Regions from separate parts of the Danio rerio genome. Here region 1 is linked to region 2. The links are chromatin contacts, called in public HiChIP or PLAC-seq maps. All regions are on one chromosome and are shown on one strand. Each heading gives the region's core, a stretch centred on a gene start, on an enhancer-like site or on the middle of the called end of the contact. The rest is flanking DNA. Distances are from core to core; before and after follow the strand shown. Region 1 holds the start of ttc22 (tetratricopeptide repeat domain 22). Region 2 holds the start of wwc3 (WWC family member 3).

Evidence for each region. HiChIP or PLAC-seq counts read pairs in DNA pulled down with a chosen protein or histone mark.
Region 1: an H3K4me3 HiChIP or PLAC-seq map of gastrula embryo shows a contact between it and region 2, with 4 times the contacts expected there. The contact joins the promoter of ttc22 here to the promoter of wwc3 in region 2. A contact is called at or near these places in 2 of 4 datasets of contacts at active chromatin or transcription factors (embryo and gastrula embryo).

Annotation. Positions count from the first base shown.
Region 1 is chr6:33,179,336-33,184,122 of GRCz12tu, forward strand. ttc22 (tetratricopeptide repeat domain 22) reads left to right here and starts at 2,905. Exons shown (of 7, transcript XR_012408009.1): 1 at 2,905-3,487; 2 at 3,990-4,045; 3 at 4,201-4,316.
Region 2 is chr6:33,003,727-33,008,609 of GRCz12tu, forward strand. It overlaps wwc3 (WWC family member 3), which reads left to right and starts at 1,349. Exons shown (of 23, transcript NM_001110470.1): 1 at 1,349-1,717. The coding sequence starts at 1,572. It also overlaps a transcript of cldn33b not described here.

The DNA.
Region 1 (4,787 bases), core at 1,655-4,154, 180 kb after region 2:
CTCATTCACATTCACTCACACACACACACTAGCACGCACGCACACACACACACACACAAACACACTTCCAAACAGGATCTTGCAAGATCTGGCTCAAATTAAGCACTGATTTTAAGTAATTTAAAAAAGTATATTTAACGGGACTGAAATGGCTATAATTTTCTGCTGCTGTAGCTCATCTGCTTCTGGTTTTGTTGTGTTGTTTGTTGCCTTTTCATCATTCTCTGACCTCTGGCATAAACAAAACATTCACCCACAAAATTAATGCTCACTGTATATATTCTCTCTCTCTCTCTCTCTCTCTCTCTCTCTCACACTCTCTCTCTCTTTCTCTCAGATGATGATACTTAACAAACCTTAGAGATGGTTGTGTATGAAAATTCCAGTAGGTCAGCAAGTTTAAGTTCAACAGATCACCTTGATGTCTACAGTACTTGCCTAATAGATTAAGTTGCTGACAGTGATTGGCTGATTCAGCATTTTTGTTGACAAGATAATACCGTTTATGAGTAACCTGTTTTCCATTGAACTGGCGTATTGTATTTACTGAGATATACATTGTATACTTTGGTTAAATTTATTTTTCAAATATGGAAACAGTCCTGGTCAACATTACTAAATCCACAGACAAAAGGTAGGCACAAAGGTTGAGTAAACAATTTATGTTTTTTAAACTATCTAATGACATTAAGGGTTGACATATTAGTACTTGTACAGTATTATTGTTGCTAGCACACAAACAATAACAATAAAGCACATTTTTATCAAAAAGTTTATCAGACCACATGTACTTCCTCAACTCTGGTGACATTTCTAAGAACAACTTTACTCACACACGGACCAGGAAGCTGAGATTTAGAAATAGCAAAACAAAAGGCATTTAGAATGTTACCTTACATACAGACAGCAGTTTTTGATGTCTTTTTTTAGCATAAATGGCTAAAACTGGAAGAGCCTCAAGACTTGCCTATGAAATTCTGTGAGGGTTTTCAATTTATAAGTAAATTTATAAAACAACTGTGGTAAACATAGCCTGAATATACTTTTATGTAGTATCATTACAAAAATTCTACACACAGTAATGTTTCATTTTAACAACATATTTTATAAAGGCCAACTCACATTACATTATATGCCAAGAAACAGCTTCATTGGATTTTGTTGGATTATCGTGTTATTTCTGCTGGTGTCTGTCAGAACTTGTTTTCACTAAATGACCATGCTGAATTGCTGCTAATGGTCGAATGCCTGAGAAGTGACATGCTGTAATCTGATGATCATCCATGTTTGTCAGCATCTCTTGGTGCAGTGGGATTGGCTTTAATAAGTAACTACAAAACCATTTTTAAGGGAGTGAGTGTGTGCAGTTTACATCACTGAAAAAAACTCAACATATTGTCTATGCTTACTACATAGAAGAAGCTACCCAGCTACCCAATGTGACAAATGTAAAGCTGCTGAACGTACCTTAGCACAACTTTTTTTGTTCCCGTGTTCAAATTCAGAATTTTTGGTTAGAAATATTTCAGTTCTTTGCTAAAGTTTACGATTGTATTTTACTCCCTGACAGAATAGCAATTTTTGGCTCGTCAGATTTTCTGGAGACTCTCAACCGAAATGTACAGTTACCCGTTCAGTAAAAAAAAAAGTTATTCTTTGTTTCTGGAAGTAAAATGCTAGGCCCCTTTTTTCCTGACTGGCTTCTTGGACTCACCTCCACTTAACATTTGGAAAAAACTAGGTATACCACTTCTGGAAAAATTTTATCAAATGTGGTTTCCAGTCTTTTTTTTCTAAAACTCCATGAAGACCAATAGTGTTTAATTTCCGAAGATTTGTACGTTTTTTTGCTGTGTGTTTTTGTAGGTCATACATGTCTTATATGTTACCATTTTCCCTTACTTCATGCTTTATTTTACATTTTGCACAGATTATTGTTTTATGATGGGTTTGTCTGTCGGTTCCTTGTTTTTGTCTGCAAAAACTATAATAAAAAAAACCTGGGAATAACCTTTTTACAGTGTCTGGTATAATGTTAATTATTGCCGCATTAAATCGTCATGATAACATGATACTGTTGCCTTCAATGTTTTCCTGAAGATAAATACCAAAAAATACTGTAACTGGAATAACTACAGCAGTCACCATCATCGATCTCATATAAAGAGCTCGTGCTGACATATGATGACGTGTGCAGGTGTTGTAGTGCTGTCCCATTTCTTAGGGGTAAGATTTGAAGACATCACCCATCAGACTCTGTTTCAAGGGTAGGGATACAAAAATAGAATTGGGTTTCGCCCATAGCCTCTATGCAATGGTATCACAAGGCGGTGCTCACTTTCTGACCAGAGGCTTCTGGAGAGGATGTAGACCTATGTAAGCAAGCATCAAGGATTTGAAATTGATACAAGCCTTGACCAGTAACCAATGCAGAAAGATAAAGAGAGGTGAGTTACATGGGCTCATTGAAGACCAGACGAGCTGCAGCTTTCTGGATCATCTGTAAAGAACTTAAAAATGATAAACCCCATTATAAAAGCCCATAGAAAAATGTTGCAGGAAGCAGTGATGAACTAGTCTTCCAGGTTCTGACGTCACAACTCCAGCACCTCTTGGCTCTCTGTTTTCTAAATCATGGTAAATGACAAACCCTACATGACCCCAAGGTGTGTCACTTAAATTCAGAAAGCAAGACTCATTCTTTACACAGTTCTCAAAGCAGACGCCCATGTTTTCCTTTCAAATTAAAATAGTTAATGTAAAAACCACAGTGTAGAGGTTGAGTAACCTGTTACAGGAAGCAAAAAAGCGCACGTTCAAGATGCACTCATGTCTTATATCTCCTCCTCTTTAAACCTGTATTTCCTGTCCAGCTTATAAGTTCCTCTGTCTTCCTCAGACATTATCAGTACGTGTGCAGGACACAATGGAGGACAGCATAGAAGAAGACATTGAGTCTCTAATTGAAGGAATGGCCTATATTCCCGGCCACTTTCATCTGGAGTTAAATCTGAACGGCGAACCCAATGGATCAGCTACCCTTCGGCTCCGGGACACCCAGATGAAGCGGGAGAGCCTAAGGGCTGAGCTGGAAGCTGAGACGGGACGATTGCAATATGCTGTGCGTAATATACTGGGTGTGCTGGCGTTTCATATGGACGAACTGGAGACAGCAGAAGAAACATTTCGTAGCATCTGCCAAGAGGATCCAGAAAACCTCAACGCCTGGGCCAACCTGGGATATGTTTATGAACGCCTGGGCCGTGAGGTGGATGAGGGGGGGTGTGTGGAGCGTGTGGCTGGCCTCATGGGGCGAGAGATGGGAGAAAACCAAAAAGACTGCAGGCTTAGGGCAGCCCGGTGCTTGGCTGAACAAGCGTACGCACATCCTCATGATGTGGAATTGGAGAGGGATGAAGATTTACGCGAGAGGCTGACAGCGGCGCTGATGTTATACAACCGTGCGCTCGATTATGGAGATGAGCTGGTAAGAATATCACAATTTCATATGTACTGTACAGGCAGACATAGTAATGTTGTTAGAGAGTAGTTAACAATAGAATTTATTAAATAATGAACATATCATTACATTTTTGTGGAGCCAGTTAATGCAGTATTTTAGAATCAACTTTGGATTGTCTTAAAAAAAAAAGTGTTTTGTTAAGGAGACATGGATAATGTGCTGAGCTGGTGGCCCTCCAGGAGCATGGTTGAGAAACACTGTATAATCTGATATATTAAACTTTTTGACCCTGACAATGCCACAAGGGGTACTATTTTTTATGTTCTTGTAAAGTTTGAGAGGAATAAAACAATACATTTGAACTCTGAATTTAAAAGCACAAGTATTTCTGCAACATTTTTTATTTGCTGTGAAATTTGCTTACTACAATGAGTTGTAGCTTACAACACAGGGAAAACACTAAAGAAACCAATAAGGAAACTGCCAACTAGTGTCAGTAACTTTCTTGTTCTTTAATTTCTTACAGATACCGATGGAGGAAAAAAGAAATTGGTATTTCAAAATGGCAACAATTTACATAAGGTATTTACATAAGTATTTTTCCCCCTACATGTTCCTTCATTTTTAAGATATCAAACATGACAACATATGAGGCATTTAAGGAATCTCTGTCATTCCATTTCTTGAACTGAAACATTATTAAGCTGATCTTTACTATTATTGACTTGTTTTTATAGGTTAGATGGAATTGTACGGGATTCAAATGACATTGACTTCACAAGAGTGAACTATTTCAACAAGGGTCTCAAGCTTCTCACTGAGACTCTAAAATCTGAGAACACGCATCTCAAAGGTAATTTTCATACACTAGATATAATTTACTAAACAATAGGAGTGTCCATGTTAATACTGTAGGTGAGACGATAATCAGGGACTGATAATGATCGTCAGAGCCGTAGTAGAGAGTTGTAATGTTATTAAATGTAAAGTTCCAAATGCAATATTTAAGGTTTGAAAATATTCAATTCATTCTACATATAATGGAATAGAGCTTTGCACATAACATGCAGAAAAATATTGATGTTGTGGAAATTTGTTCCATTATTTAGATTAGTAAATCGTTCCTAGATCATTAATTCATTCCCTCAGTTTAGGCAATGGTGGCCATGTTGTAATAAATGTATTTATTTTTTTTATTTTTAAGTATTAAATCATGACCACAATTTAACTAAATGGAGGGAAAAACAATTGTACAATGTGGTCACAAACTAATAATAATAAATAAGCCCAGACAATATTAAGATGTTGAACACTACAAGTACAT
Region 2 (4,883 bases), core at 99-2,598:
TTTCACAAACTGAGGAGCGATCACAAATCGAAAGCCGCGAGAGCGTCAAAGTAGCCAGAAGTCATTCATTTTTTTTAACGAGAACCGGCGGCGAGAAACAGCGGCGCGTCTTTATTGGCCATGACGCGGTTCGGCGGCAAGCAATCAGAATGAAGTAGTCCACCGACCGCTTGAGAGGTGTTCAGAGAACACAGACCTGTGAACTTTGGTTCCGACCACAGTTGTTCCCAAGAGTTTGATTATTGCGGTTCCCGAATTTTCAATTATTGAAAATCGCGACGACGTGGGGCCCCCTAATCACGCGGGCCCCCCCCGCGGTGCGTGCCCTGCGGGCCCGTCCGCTACGCCACTGGTACAGGTACATTGTAAACCCCAGCAATTAGTGAGGGTTGTTAAAGTTATGTCATTTCCAGTGATTCATTCATTTATTTTATTTTTGGCTTAGTCCCTTAATAATCAGGGGTCACCACAGCGGAATGAACCACCAACTTATCTAGCATATGTTTTAGGCAGCAGATACCCTTCCAGCTGCAACCCAACACTGGGAAACACTCATACACACTCATTCACAAATATTATGATGAGAAAATTGGACGAGTAGGAGTGAAAAGAAAACAAAACGCACTGCTTAATCCTTCCAAAAACAGGCATCTCTAATAAATAAATCAACATTTAATCTGTGACAATTTTTATATGTTTCGCAAAGTTAAAAGTGTGTCAGTGATCGAATATAGACCTCAGAGAAAGGTAAATGATGGATGGTCCCATTCGACAAGCAAAAACCAGAAATACAAAACAACACAATACTTTCATTACTAGGTAGATTATTGCTGTTGCAAAGAGCTGAAGAAATCGGAGCTATCTCTTGATGGCGCTATTGAACAAAAAATGGACGCTGAGTCAAAAGGTGATTTTTGAGTTTCTGGATAAATCGTTTAGTTATAAGAAATATTTTCGGATTAATACAAAACATTTATACATTCACCATACACTATATATACATATATATGAAAAAGTGAAATTGTGATTAGACTTTTTTTTTCTTTAAATACAGCCCCAATAAATATTTTAAAAAGATAGAGGTAGATTAAAATAGTTTAACATGAGCACAATACCATAAACATTTATTTGTGTAATTACATTTATTACCACTTCTAAAAACTTACTGAATCCGCGTTAAAAAAAAAAAACTTCATCCACTTCCATCAACAAGTATCCCAAAATCATACGAGTTCCCTCATTGGCTTACTTTCACATACGTCAGGGTTTATGGGCGGCTCTCATGCAAATTTCCCTGCCCGAATATGGACAGTGTGGAATGAAAGATGGTAGATAGAGTCAAACATGGAGGACCGACACACAGAGTCATGAGAGCGCCGCAAAACTTTTTGGAAAAGCTGGACGCAGGACTACCTGTGTCGATTTGACCCGCGTTCGTTTCTTCGTCGTGAAGCTTTCCCTTTCCGAGAGCCGATGGGAGTTCAACGTTTGTAATGCTGTAGAAAGTTCCGATATATTTGTTGTTGGAGTAAAGGCAGGGGGTCAGACCCCCCTACCGCCCCAGCAGCGATATGCCGTGGGTGAGCAGCTGTAAGCGGAGAGAGAGCTCGGAGCTGCCGCTGCCCCCGGGCTGGGAGGAAGCCAGGGATTACGATGGCAGAGTCTTTTACATTGACCACAACACTCGACAGACTTCGTGGATCGACCCCAGAGACAGGTAAAAGCGGCCGGGAGAGCTGCTGCATGCGTTATTGGCTCAACTTTGAAGATTGTTTGGTTGTGGAGGGCGGGGGCTCAGATTGAACTGATGATTAAGAAGCGAGGGAAGTTGCACAGTTAGGAATGGAAGTGTTTTCATTCCACACGCTTGACAACTGTGGAACATGGCTGGATCTTTGTTTCTTTTAATTCCTTAACGGTTGGCTCGCCAATTTGCTGTCACGTTGTGGGCTAATGATGTATTACATTTTTCAATGACTGTTCACCTGAGTGAAAAAAAACCTGGAGTGAAATGGGTATTTCATTGATCTTTTATTGTAGCATTTGTATGAACACTCTCTTTATATTGTTTGGGTGGATTCACAATTAACAGCATCAGCAAAGATGAGACGATTGTTGATGCTTTTTGATGGGTTTAAAGAGCTCCCAGGTGTAATAGCTGACAGGACATGCCTGTCGTATGGTGTTTGAATTAACGTTAGCTAGATTTTTACAGTGTAAATTTATGCATTTCAATCTTAACATAAAATAACATTTTTCTTAAACAATTAACTATGTAAGCATAAAAATTATTTATTTTACACGTTTTTATATAGCCTACTAACAATCGTGTCAGCCATGTTTAGAATGTAATACAATTGGTGACAATTTCAAGACCCCTATTTAAGGGTCACAATATAATTAATGTAGTATTTATACATTGTAATTTTGACACTTTATAGCAACTATCTATAAAGGGTTAGTTAAGCCAAAAATGGAACATTCTGACTGTCCTTTAACTACCTTTAACCACTATCCGTTAGTCTCCTTATTTGTTGACAACATACTAATAAAGTAGACAATAGAGGATAATAATCATGCTGTTTATTTTCATGGCAATGGAATATTATTTCACCACTATTTTGGCATTATTTTCTCAAATGTTATTTGAAACATTACAGTAGACGACTGTACTTGTAATTAATTTGCTTTCTAATATTAATTGGCTTTGGTACATTTATTTTGATTTAGACACCAAAGCGGCACATCACATATTTAACACACATTTACACACACGTGTTTTATTTTGTTTATTTCTCTGTTCTTTATGTTTAATTTGGTATTGTCCAGTATAAAATAGTATATTAAGGCTTTGAAAAAAAGGTCATTGAGTTTATTATACAAAAAGTACATTAAGGGTATGTATTAACACTGCCTTGTAGATTAATTCTTACTAGATTTTTTAATAGGCACTGTTCTTTGCGATTGTTTATAGTCTTTATTAGGCATATGTTATAATTGCAATAATTACTCAAGCTTTTATAATGATATATTGTATTGTAACAATATTAAAATACACTGCAAAAGGGGTTACTGTAAAAATGTTGTAAAACAACCAAAACACTTCCAATTATACAACAATCTTAACGTTCTAAATTCTCTTTTATTACAAAGAAAACAATCTGAATGTTCTTCAAATGCACTAGTTTACCATAAATTATTATCTATATTCTTTTTAAGTGTCAATGATAACGATATCATGTTTGTTGTCACAGTGTATAATTGTTTAGTCTTTAATAAGGCTCTAACACAAATTAAGAAGTGTAAGCCAATTTAAAATGAGAGAATTGCCAATAATAACCAAATAGCTGTATGATTTGAGAATAATTCCATTGGTTTAATCAGAAGTTAGTGACAAATTATTTGTGCTATTGACCTGAGCTAGATGCATGATATTTGATTACACTTACATCTCCTGTTATAAATATTGCACAATTCTTCTGTTGTTGACTATAACAAAAATGAGCTTTTCATCCAATGTGACCCACATAATTTCCCCCTTGAGCATTTTTGACTAGATAGCATCATTAGCATACAACAAAAATCTTACATAGCCTTCTTTTTTCATCTTATTTTTGTGCATTTATTTCTCACATTATATAATTGTGCAGTGGTATCTTGCTGGTACTTTTGAGCATTTCTAATCAACAGAAGCTGCTTTCAATGTTCCATGAAATCAAAGAAATGTCCTATTTTAATTGAGTTATTAAAATCATATATTTTCCCCCTTTATTATTTTTAAAAAAAGTGGCCGCATAATGTAAACAGTGTATAAATGAAAGAGAGAATTGAACTGTAGTTCCAAGAGTTCCATGTGCAAATATGTATGGAATGCTAGTTGGGCCGCTGGGAAAGAAGTGTGTGGATGTGCTTTGTGAGGTCTGTATTTTTCACCAGTAGAGAAACCAGCCTTTCAGTCCGACTCATTTAAACATGAGTTCACTAAGCCTTGAGTAAATCAAATAGAATGGACTGGCTGCCTTGAGGGTATTTAACACGGTTTCATCATAATTTGTATGGTCACTTGGGTCAAAAAAATGAGCAAAGGGATCACCACATCAGATCAGTTCTTTCATTGTGGGACTCTCAGTGGATTGTGTCATCAGTCAGAGAACAGATCAAATTAGTTACATTTTTACCACTAATGTTTATGTAATTTTTGACGCTTATAACAAGGCTTGTGCTGTATTTCTTGTTCAGATATCAAAACCTCTTGATTAGAGAATCATTTTTGTCATTGATATTAAAATCACAATGCTGTCGAAGTCACAAATGTGTCAACATCCCACACAAATTGCAGGTCTTTCACTTTTGCATTCATTGCCAATGTGCTATCTTCAGTACATTTCATTTTCACTTAGAAGTCCTCCTTCCACTTTTCTCCCTCTCTCTATTTCATGAGAAGAAGCTTGAAATTAATCTAGATAAGAAAAACCTGATCTGCTTGAAGGCTCATCTCGAAAGTCACGTGACCTGCTTTTTTTTTTACATAAGGCTGATTAGTGTCTCTGAAATCTCATATTTTTGTGTGCTAAGAAGTTATTCAGCAGATGTTGAGGTGATTTTGTGAGGACAACACGTCGAACTGGGGCGCTCATGTGGGCGACATGAGTTCAAGTCGGTCTCATGACATTCCCTCGCTTATCCTCTCTCTCTTCTCCTTATTGTTTTCTGTCTGACAAATATAAATGGCGGAATAGCTGGAAATAATACTAGAAAGATATACACAATGGAACTTCAGTTATTATGGCTTTGCGTCTTTAGCAGTTCAGTTTTACCACTTTTGTACCCATTCAGGTGATCTCTGGGTCTAGCGGGAACACTTTTAGCTTAGCTTAGCATAA